2 separate regions of the Mus musculus genome follow, and region 2 is linked to region 1. A link is a contact called in public Hi-C data. All regions are on one chromosome and are shown on one strand. Each heading gives the region's core, a stretch centred on a gene start, on an enhancer-like site or on the middle of the called end of the contact. The rest is flanking DNA. Distances are from core to core; before and after follow the strand shown. Region 1 overlaps Mau2 (MAU2 sister chromatid cohesion factor). Region 2 holds the start of Armc6 (armadillo repeat containing 6).

The links. A called contact is a pair of places that touch in the nucleus more often than the background predicts.
Region 2: a contact with region 1 is called in a Hi-C map of the G1E-ER4 cell line, with 3 times the contacts expected there. The contact joins the promoter of Armc6 here to the enhancer-like site in region 1. A contact is called at or near these places in 1 of 15 datasets of contacts at CTCF or cohesin (large pre-B cells), 2 of 484 Hi-C or Micro-C datasets (the G1E-ER4 cell line and erythroblasts), 3 of 115 datasets of contacts at active chromatin or transcription factors (bone marrow-derived macrophages and extraembryonic endoderm stem cells) and 5 of 9 other capture datasets (adipose tissue, embryonic stem cells, liver and 2 more).

Annotation. Positions count from the first base shown.
Region 1 is chr8:70,010,398-70,015,014 of GRCm38.p6, forward strand. It overlaps Mau2 (MAU2 sister chromatid cohesion factor), which reads right to left. Exons shown (of 19, transcript NM_001376946.1): 19 at 4,130-4,617. It also overlaps the pseudogene Gm7730. Among named protein-coding and RNA genes, the nearest start is that of Mau2, 30 kb to the right of the region's middle. Within about 2 kb of position 2,209, at least 30 of the 459 cell types and tissues checked have an H3K27ac peak or open chromatin away from gene starts, as enhancers often do. A contact at or near this core is called in the G1E-ER4 cell line and embryonic stem cells, where this site is marked.
Region 2 is chr8:70,232,171-70,236,787 of GRCm38.p6, forward strand. It overlaps Armc6 (armadillo repeat containing 6), which reads right to left and starts at 2,252. Exons shown (of 8, transcript NM_133972.2): 1 at 1,940-2,252. It overlaps Sugp2 (SURP and G patch domain containing 2), which reads left to right and starts at 2,035. Exons shown (of 11, transcript NM_172755.4): 1 at 2,035-2,482; 2 at 4,498-4,617. The coding sequence starts at 4,513.

The sequences.
Region 1 (4,617 bases), core at 959-3,458:
CAGCTCTTTTTTTTTTTTAAATCTTTTTTTTTTCTCAGTTCCAAAGTCTTTATTGTTTTAGAAAAGATGATCCATCCTGTCAGTGGGATGAAGAGCTCCGTCCAGAAACCCATCAGTAGTGCTGAAAAGGATTCTGGTTTCTTCATGTCTACTCGTACATCCAGTCATGGGCACAAGACTTGTAGTCGATCAGTTCTTCGGGCTTAAACCACAGATGGATCTTTCTCAGCACTCTCCACTTAATCACTGCCATGAATGATGTTCCTGCCAACTTGAATGCAGAAATCCCCACGGATAGTGCCTGGTTTTGAATCAGCTGGATTGGTCTCCCCCAGCATCACTCGGCCCGTTTTCACCACATTGAGCCCCTCCCAGACCATGGCCACCACGGGCCCCCGAGTTCATGTACTTCACCAGCCCCGGGAAGAAAGGACGGTCTTTCAGGTCGATGTAATGCTGCTTCAGGTGTTCTTCAGAGGCCCGAAGGAACTTCATGGCCACCAGGCGGAACCCCTTCTGCTCAATCATTTGATGATCTCGCCCACCAGGCCGCGCTGCACGCCATCTGGCTTGATGGCAATGAAGGTACACTCGAGGTTGGCCATGGTCCGAAAGCCGGTGGGTCAGCTGGTGTCTGCGATGAGCGACAGAAGCAAAGAGCTAAATCTTTTTTTTTTTTTTAATTTTATTTATTATATGTAAATACACTGTAGCTGTCCTCAGACACTCCAGAAGAGGGCATCAGATCTCATTAGGGATGGTTGTGAGCCACCATGTGGTTGCTGGGATTTGAACTTAGGACCTTTGGAAGAGCAGTCAGTGCTCTTAACCGGTGAGCCATCTCTCCAGCCCGAGCTAAATCTTTTTTTAAAAAATAGAATTATATGTGTATATGTACTCTGGCTGACTTCAGACACATCAGAAGAGAACATTGGATCCCATTACAGATGGTTGTAAGTCGCCATGTGGTTGCTGGGAATTAAGCTCAGGACCTCCGGAAGAACAGTCAGTGATCTTAACCACTGAACCATCTCTCCAGCACAAGTGTGTCTTTTATCCAGAAACTAAATGGTCTAAGGCAAGGTAAAAACACCAGATTGGGATTAAAAATTTCTACAACACATGTGAAAGGATTAGAGGAAGGTGGATTTGGAATGACCTGGTTGGAGGAGGTAGAGTGGGAGGAGAGAGAAAGCATCCATGAGGGAAGATGAATGATGCACACAAGGCTAGGAGAAACAGTATCTGGGGTACACTGCTGGGAAAGTAGCCAACAGGTAAAACAGTAGATTAGGGTTACCCCCTAGTAATTGTCAAAGCCAAATAAAATAACCATAGTCTGAGTCTCATTTAATTATAAGCTAGTCAGGGACAAGCTAAAGTTGTCTGTACACATCTCCTCCTTCTCCCATTACAGTATCCCATTTGCCTCTAAGTTTCCCCATCTACCATGTTGGGTCCTTGTTACATTTTGGGAGTTCCATGTCCCCTCAGTTGAAGAGGCACCTGCTGAGCAAACCTGATGGCCTGAGTGTGATTACTCAAGCCCATCTAGCAGGGCAGTGGTGGCACATGCCTTTAATCCCAGTACTTGTAAGGCAGAGGCAGGCAGATTTCTGACTATATGAAGTTAAGGTTAGCCTGTCATACTGAGCAAGTTCGAGGCAGCCTGGTCTACAAAGTGAGTTCCAGGACAGCCAGGACTATACAGAAAAACCATGTCTCGAACTCAAGCGGCAGAAAGCAGAGGGACTTTATGAAGTTAAGGTTAGCCTGTCATACTGAGCAAGTTCAAGCCAGCCTGGTCTACAAAGTGAGTTCCAGGACAGCCAGGGCTTTACAGAGAAACCCTGTCTTGAAACAAACAAACAAACCCTGAAGCCCATCTACAGTTGTTAGAGAATCAACTACACAGAGTTGTCCTCTGATATCTGCCACACACACTTCCTCAATAACAGTATATGTATTTCAAAGTTCCCTCTCTGAGGGAGGGGTCCGATGTGTCTAAAGAATTTCCATTTTCCCAGCGCCTTGGCAAAGAGCTGCTCTGCAAATGTCTATCTAGTCACGGAGGCAATATCATGCTGACACCTGGGACACCCTGGGCCTTTTCTTGGCTGATTTGGCAAGTCACAGGAAACTGACAGGCCCTGTGGAGGTCTTAGCCTGGACATGTCTGTGCTGAGGTGACAGCTCCATACTGCCACCCTCATTAGCACTGAGTCCCCTAGAATTTCTGGGATTGACTCAGGCTAGGGTTTGTGGCTTTGACACTGAAAAGAATTTTGTGACTAGCCAGTTTATGAATCACAGTTGTAGATTTTATTAAAGATATGTATCTTTAAGCTGGGCATAGTGGCTTACACCATTAATCCCCGGACTCAAGAGGCAGAAAGCAGAGGGACTTTATGAAGTTAAGGTTAGCCTGTCATACTGAGCAAGTTCAAGCCAGCTAGGGCTACATAGACCATGTGGTAATAAATAAATCTTTTAAAGTTTATTATTATTCTTATATGTATGCACATCTATGTGGGTATGTACATGTGTATGCAGTCACCTCTTGAGGCCAGAAGAGGGCATAGGGTCATGTGGAGCACTAGACATATATTGACACATACCTGTCAGCTCTCAAGTTACATCTCTAAGGTTGCTAAAGAAATTTTCCCCCCAACCCCCCTCTTAAAAACAGTTACATGTACTGGGCTGAAGAGACTGTTCAACAGTTAAGGGCACATACTGCCTTTCCAGGGGACTTGATTTTTGGCTTACAACTGCCCATATCTCCAGGGAATTTAATAGCCTCTTCTGGCTTTCTGGGGCATTGCTTGCACACACACAAATATACATATAAATAAAAATAGATCTTTAATGCTGGGCATGGTGGCACACACCTTAAACACCACTATTGAGGAAACACAGGCAGGGAAATTTTGTGAGTTTCAGGCCAGCCAGGGTTACATGGTAAGGCTGTTTGAAGAAAAAGAAAAAACAAACAAAAACCCTCTTTATTTATTATCTATTCATTTATTTTATTTTGGTGTTTGGAGACAGGGTTTCTCTGTGTAGCCCTGGCTGTCCTGGAACTCTGTAGACCAGGCTGGCCTCGAACTCAGAAATCTGCCTGCCTCTGCCTCCGCCTCCAGAGTGCTGGGATTAAAGGCGTGCGCCACCACGCCCAGCTTCATTATTATTTTGATGTGTGCCTGCCACACAGTGCACAGAGGTCAGGTAACACATTGCAGGAATCAGTCTCCTTCCTGCACCTTGTGGGTCAGAGGGACTGAATTCAGGGGGGTGGTGTTGTAAGTACTTTGATCCACCAAGCTCTTACAGGCTCCTTCTCGAGATAGTGAGGTGGCTCTGCAGAAACGTTGAATGGGAGTATAAAACAGTACATATACATGCCCATTCCCTGTAAATGAGATTCTGGGGAAATTCCAGATTGTAACTGGGAAGGAAGGAAGGGGTAAGCTCATAGTAATTGGACTGGAATTCTTGCTTGTCTACTAGGAAAAGGGTTCAATCAGATTCCAGAGTAACAGGTTCCTTTCCCTTCGCATGTCCTTCAAGATTTCCATGTCCTTCAAGATTTCCTTTTTCTTTTTAAACTTGTTGCCATATACCTTTAATCCCATGGCTGAAGAGGCAAAAGCAGGTGGATTTCTGAGTTCCAGGCCAGTCTGGTTTCAGGACAGCCAGACCACACAGAACACTGTGTAGGCTTAGTTTTTTCAAAACCTACTTTTAATAAGGGTTCTTAAATGCTTTAACCTTCCTTCTAGCCCACCAGAGGTAGTAGAAAGGAAAGGTTATTAGGATATCAGGGAAGTGGACCTGTTTAGAAATAGTTCTTTGGAGCAAATCCCTTCTGCTTGTCAGGATACATACCAGCAGTCCAGTTCAGTAGAATCAAGATTGCAAACATGAATCAGCAGTGGTGGCACAGCCTAGCAGAAATAGCCAGTCCTCAGCTGAACTGGCAGGAGTCAGTAAGAGTGACCAGGAACAGCAGGGATACCAAAGGTTCTCTGCTGTGCCTCTCAACAAAGTTAAGATCAAAGAAGCATGAGACCAACAAAGTGTTGCAAAGCTAGCTATGCAAGCCCCACCTCCCGAACTCCAGTCACTGTCCAGTTGAGTCATTTTTATTCTCTCTCCAAACATCTTGTGCTCTCCCATGGTTGGTACCTCAGCAAAACTCCATAGGAGTCTGTACCAGCTGACATCAATCAGCTCAAGTCTGAGGAAACAGAAGCCACCAGAACATCACCAGAATATTCTTGGTTATGAAGTCACAACAAACGATGTTTAAGGAATAGCAAAGTGTACTGATACCATCCAGCATAGTCCATGGTCTGTTGGCTCCCTACCTCCATGCGTCCTTTCATATTTGCTTTAGCAAAACATCCTTTCACCTGTGTCCCCTTCAGGAAAACACTCCTTCACATGTCTGACCCAGAACATACCATCAGACACAACTTGCTTCCCAAAGAAACTTCACACTGCTTCGAAAAAGTGTATGTATGTGTGCATGTATGTATGTTTTATTCACATGTATGTCTGTGTACCACAAGCATACCCATAGACACCAGAACATTGGCTCCATGGGTACTGGAG
Region 2 (4,617 bases), core at 1,002-3,501, 220 kb after region 1:
CCAAAACAAACAAGACAAAGGCAAACAAACAAACAAAAAAAATCCAGGCTATGTGAACCCTGGTCTCAGTAAGCAATCCACCAAGATGAGGGAAACAGGTGGTATTCGATTAAATATCAAGGCATAAACAAAATACAACAGATGTCAGTGTTACTTGGCAGTGGGGGTTGGTGCCCAGGGTCTCACTCATGGTAGCATGTTCCCTACCAAGCCTGATTGTTCTACAACACTATTTTATTTAACTTTATTTAAATTGCATTTTATCCACTTGCAAGTGTTGGCTTGCATTTGCTGTGTCACAGGCAAAGAACAGTCTGCAGCTCTCTTCAACATGGAGATCCTGGGGGTTGAACTCAGGTCCTCGAGCTTGGCAGCAAGCACCTTAGCTGCTGAGCCATCTCACTGAGCTGAGCACTATTTTCTACTGCACAGTCCATAGCCAACATTATCAAAGTTTTCTGATGCTCTTCTTTACAACAGTCTAGAATCACGAATCGGGTGTGGTGGCATGCAACTGTCATCTCAGCAGCAGAAGGCTTGGGGCAGAAGGATGGGGAATTCAAGGGTACAAGAGATTGTCCAGACAACAAAAACAAAAATTCCAACCCTGAAGCTCACAAAGCCATAGGAGAAAATTGACTCCCACAAGTCCTCTGATCTTACATGAAGGACACAGTATAAATGACACATCAATGTATAAAGATCAAATTTGTAAAAGCCACACTCTGGTTAGGGCTTTATGGTACAAGCCTGTGATCTCCAGCCCCAAGCCAGCCTAGGCTACAGAGTGAGACCCTGTGTGGAAGGAACGAGTGTAAAAGCTGAGGTGCTGGGAAAAAAGTGTTCAGTCAGCAGGTGAAGGTGTGCCGCTCCATCATCACAACTTGAGTTCAGTTTCAGCACTCACATCTGGTAGTTCACAACTTGTGCATACATGTAAACACACAATAGTCATGATGATGTTAAATAATATTGATAACAAATAATTTATTAATAATAATAGTTATTAAAGCACAAATGAAGCAGAGGCAGGCTAACCTCTGAACTGGAGGCCAGCACAGTCTACAGTGCAAGTTCCTGGACAGCCAGGACGACACGGAGAAATCCTGGCTTGAAAAACAACAACAAAACAAGAAACACTGATACCAGAACAACGGAGGCAGAAATGGTAGACCTCTGTGAGTTTCTGGCCAGCCTGATCTACACAGTGAGACCCTCCTGACCCCCTCCCCCGTCTTGCCCCTCAAGTAAACAAAACCTGTCTAGGTCAAGCAGCCTTACTGTCACATGAAATAATCCCGTTTTTGTTTTTTATGTTAGGGATTCATGTAGACCTGACTGACCTTGAACTCCTGATTTCCAGTCTCCAAACAACCCCCTGGCTCATCAGTTGTTTTTGAGGCAGTGTCTGGTCTTGTAGCCCAGACTGGTATCAAACTCGCAGCAATCCTTCTGCCTCTGCTTCTTGAGTGCACCACAACGCCTGTTCTTTCTTTTGGCTGTTTTTATTCTGAAATATGGGCTGGCTACATAGCCAAAGCCGGTCTAGAACTCATCAATCCTTCTGTCTCCCTAAAGCAGTCATGACAGGTGCAGCAACCACGCCCGCTCCATCACTACTACATGAACAGCAACACCAGCGTCCCCTGAACCAGAGTCACACTGTCTTGAACCTCTTGTACTCCTGGCTCCACTGCCTAGAATGCGGCCGACCCTGTAGCAGGTGCTCAGGTGCACACAGGCGCAGCGCGAATGAATAAAATGAATGAAAGAACCTGCACAAGAAAGGCGAAGCATTTGCTTCCCAAGTATCTCTGGGACGATTCTCTCCTTCCCCCAAACCAAGTCCGCGAGAGTCGTGCAAACACCACCACCCCGACCCCGCGGCGCCCACTCCCCACTGCGCCAGCCACAAGCACAGGCGGCCGGTGCTCCTCACCGGGTCTACGCAGCCACGTGGGGAAAGGGTGGGGCTCGCAGCTGTCACCCGAGACTTTGCCTTTGGCTCCTTCGAGCCACCATATAAGCGCAAGCGCAGAGGCGCCGCCTCGCCTCGGCGTCCCTCCTTCAGCCGAGAGGCTCCTTTCCGGGGCAACGAGGGCGACCGCGAGCACAGGTAAAGCGAAGGGAGCCACAGAATACGCGTGGGCCTGAGACTCTTGCAGTACTCTCAATGCTACTCCTAGGTGTCGCTTCCCCTCAAAAGAGATAGTTTTCACCTAGGTAGACTCGGCCCTGAGAAGTGAGCAGCGCGCCTGCGCGAAAGAGCGAAGATGGCTGCCCTCGACGCTTGCGCATGAGGACCTAGGCGGTGGCAGCCAGCGCCTGCGCACCAAGGCAAGGCAGAGGCTTGCGCCTGCGCGACGCGGCGCTGCGGAAACCGTTGGCTCATTTGCATCTCCCCGCCTCGCCAGGCGGTGGATAAGGGGCCCGAGGCGGCGGCGGCAGCGGCGGGGGCGGCACCGCACGCGGCAGGCTCCGGGTGAGGCCCGGGCCCTGGAGACCTGGGAGGGCTGGCCCGGGGTGGGAAGGACTCTGGGTGTCTCTAGGGCGAGCGCGCTCCTCCAGCCTGTCTGGCGGGTCCATTCATTACGCTTGAGCCCTCAGTCGGCCGGGCGAGTTGGGCGTAACGGCGAGCGGGCTTCGGGCCTCCAGCTGCCGGGAACCACTGCAGCCTCCGAGTCTGCCAGTACCATAGACGGGGAAACGGAGGTGCAGACAGATTAGGTACCTTGATTAAATTTCAGGATCAGCTGACCCGGAGGAGTCCCTGCTCTTAAATGACAGAGAACAAGGGGCGTCCTATCGCTTTCCCAGGGTGTGGGGAAACGGGGTGATGGTTATAGAAATGACCAGAAGGGAGGTTTACCTCTTGAAGTTGGAAGTGTCATAAGGAAGGCTGTCACTGATATGTATGCTGCCTTATTTTTTTTTAACATTCAGAAAGTGCCCTCACAATGAATGCCCTGTTGGTCAGGCTCAACATTAGGATGCCTGACCTAGTGGTTCACTTCTTCAAGTCTGCTTTTCTCCCGTGTGTGAACATTTTTTTCTTTCATTCCTTTTTTCTTTCTTTCTTTTTCTTTTTCTTTTTTTTTTTTTTTTTTTTTAAGGCAGGGTCTCAAACTGATTATGATGGCTCACCCCTATAATCCCAGTTCCCAGGAGGCAGAGACAGGGTGGATTTTCCTTTCAATGCCAACCTTAGTGTGTATGTATGTGTGTGTGTGCACACACAAAGTTTGAGGCCAACCAGAGGTGTGTAAGGAGATCATTTGGAATCTCTCCTACTCAACCATGCTACCAAAAAAAAAAAAAAAAAAAAAGTAAATAAAACTAAAAAGATTGGGTCTGCAGAACCTGGCAGTGCACACTGGCAATCCTAGTTCTTGGAAGGCAAAAGCAGGAGGATCAGAGGTTTAGTGCTCATGCCAAAGTGGGCTACTCTGTTGTAGTTGCAAAAAATCCAAACAACAACAAAACAAAACCCTCATGCACACACAAAACTGGGTCTTGCTATGTAGCCTAGGCTGGTCTGGAATAAACTAGGTAGCTCACACAGGTTTTAAACCTGCAAACCTGTTGCTCAGCCTCTTAAATAGCTGAGATTACATGCTTGTACCACCAGATACCTCTGTGTGTGTATGTGTGTGTTTGTGAGAGAGGGAGGAGAAAGAGTGAGTGTGTGTGTGTGTGTGTGTGTGTGTGTGTGTGTGTAGGCCAGAAATTGATGTCTGGTTACTGATTGGCTAGTCTGGCTGATCACCAAGCTCCAGTGATCTTTCTTCCTTGTCTTCATCAGAGATTACAGGCACATATGTCCTCATGCCCAGCTTTTTTTCCTGCTTAGTTTTGGGTACTTTTGGGCACATGTTTGCCACAGCACATGGGTGGAAGTCAGAACTTGGCCAGTTTTGAACTCAGGCCATCTTGTTAGGCCCCTTACTGAAACCAGCTCAGCCTCTATTCCCCTTTTAAGATTTTACTTGTTGGTTGCTCAGTGTGGATGCTGGGTTCTGAACTGAGGCTCTCTGCGAGAGCAGCAAACACTCTTTAAACACTGAGCCACCTCTCCTGTCCCTCAGCCCTTTATATAGGTTCTCATTGTATTGTCTTGGTTGCCCTGGAACAGGAAATCCCATTGCCTCAGTTGGAATCTCTGCCTGCAGTACCACACCCAGCTCTTTCTGTGCTATAGGGACTCAGCTCCTGGGTGTGTTGCTGAAAGAAGCAAAAGAGATCTTGTACTGAGACTAACTCAGAGTATACAGTTGCTAGCTTATTATCCTCTTGTGAGAGTGTCACTCGCTCTTCCAGAGAATTCTCAGAGGTGAAGAGCTCTGGGAAACCCTTCTCTAAACTGTGAGTCTGAGTGGCCACACCTTTCCTAAATACTTTTTTTCTAGGGTCATTCTTCCAGTTCTGTTACCCTGTTTTGGGTGGTGATTTTTGACCTGAGGCAAGCTGTCTTGATTAATGTGACTTCTCTTACTATAGGAGAAAAAAAAAACCATGGCAGCAAGGCGGATGGCGCAGGAATCTTTGGACAGTGTATTACAGGAGAAATCTAAACGGTATGGGGATTCCGAAGCTGTTGGTGAAGCTCTCCATCTTAAA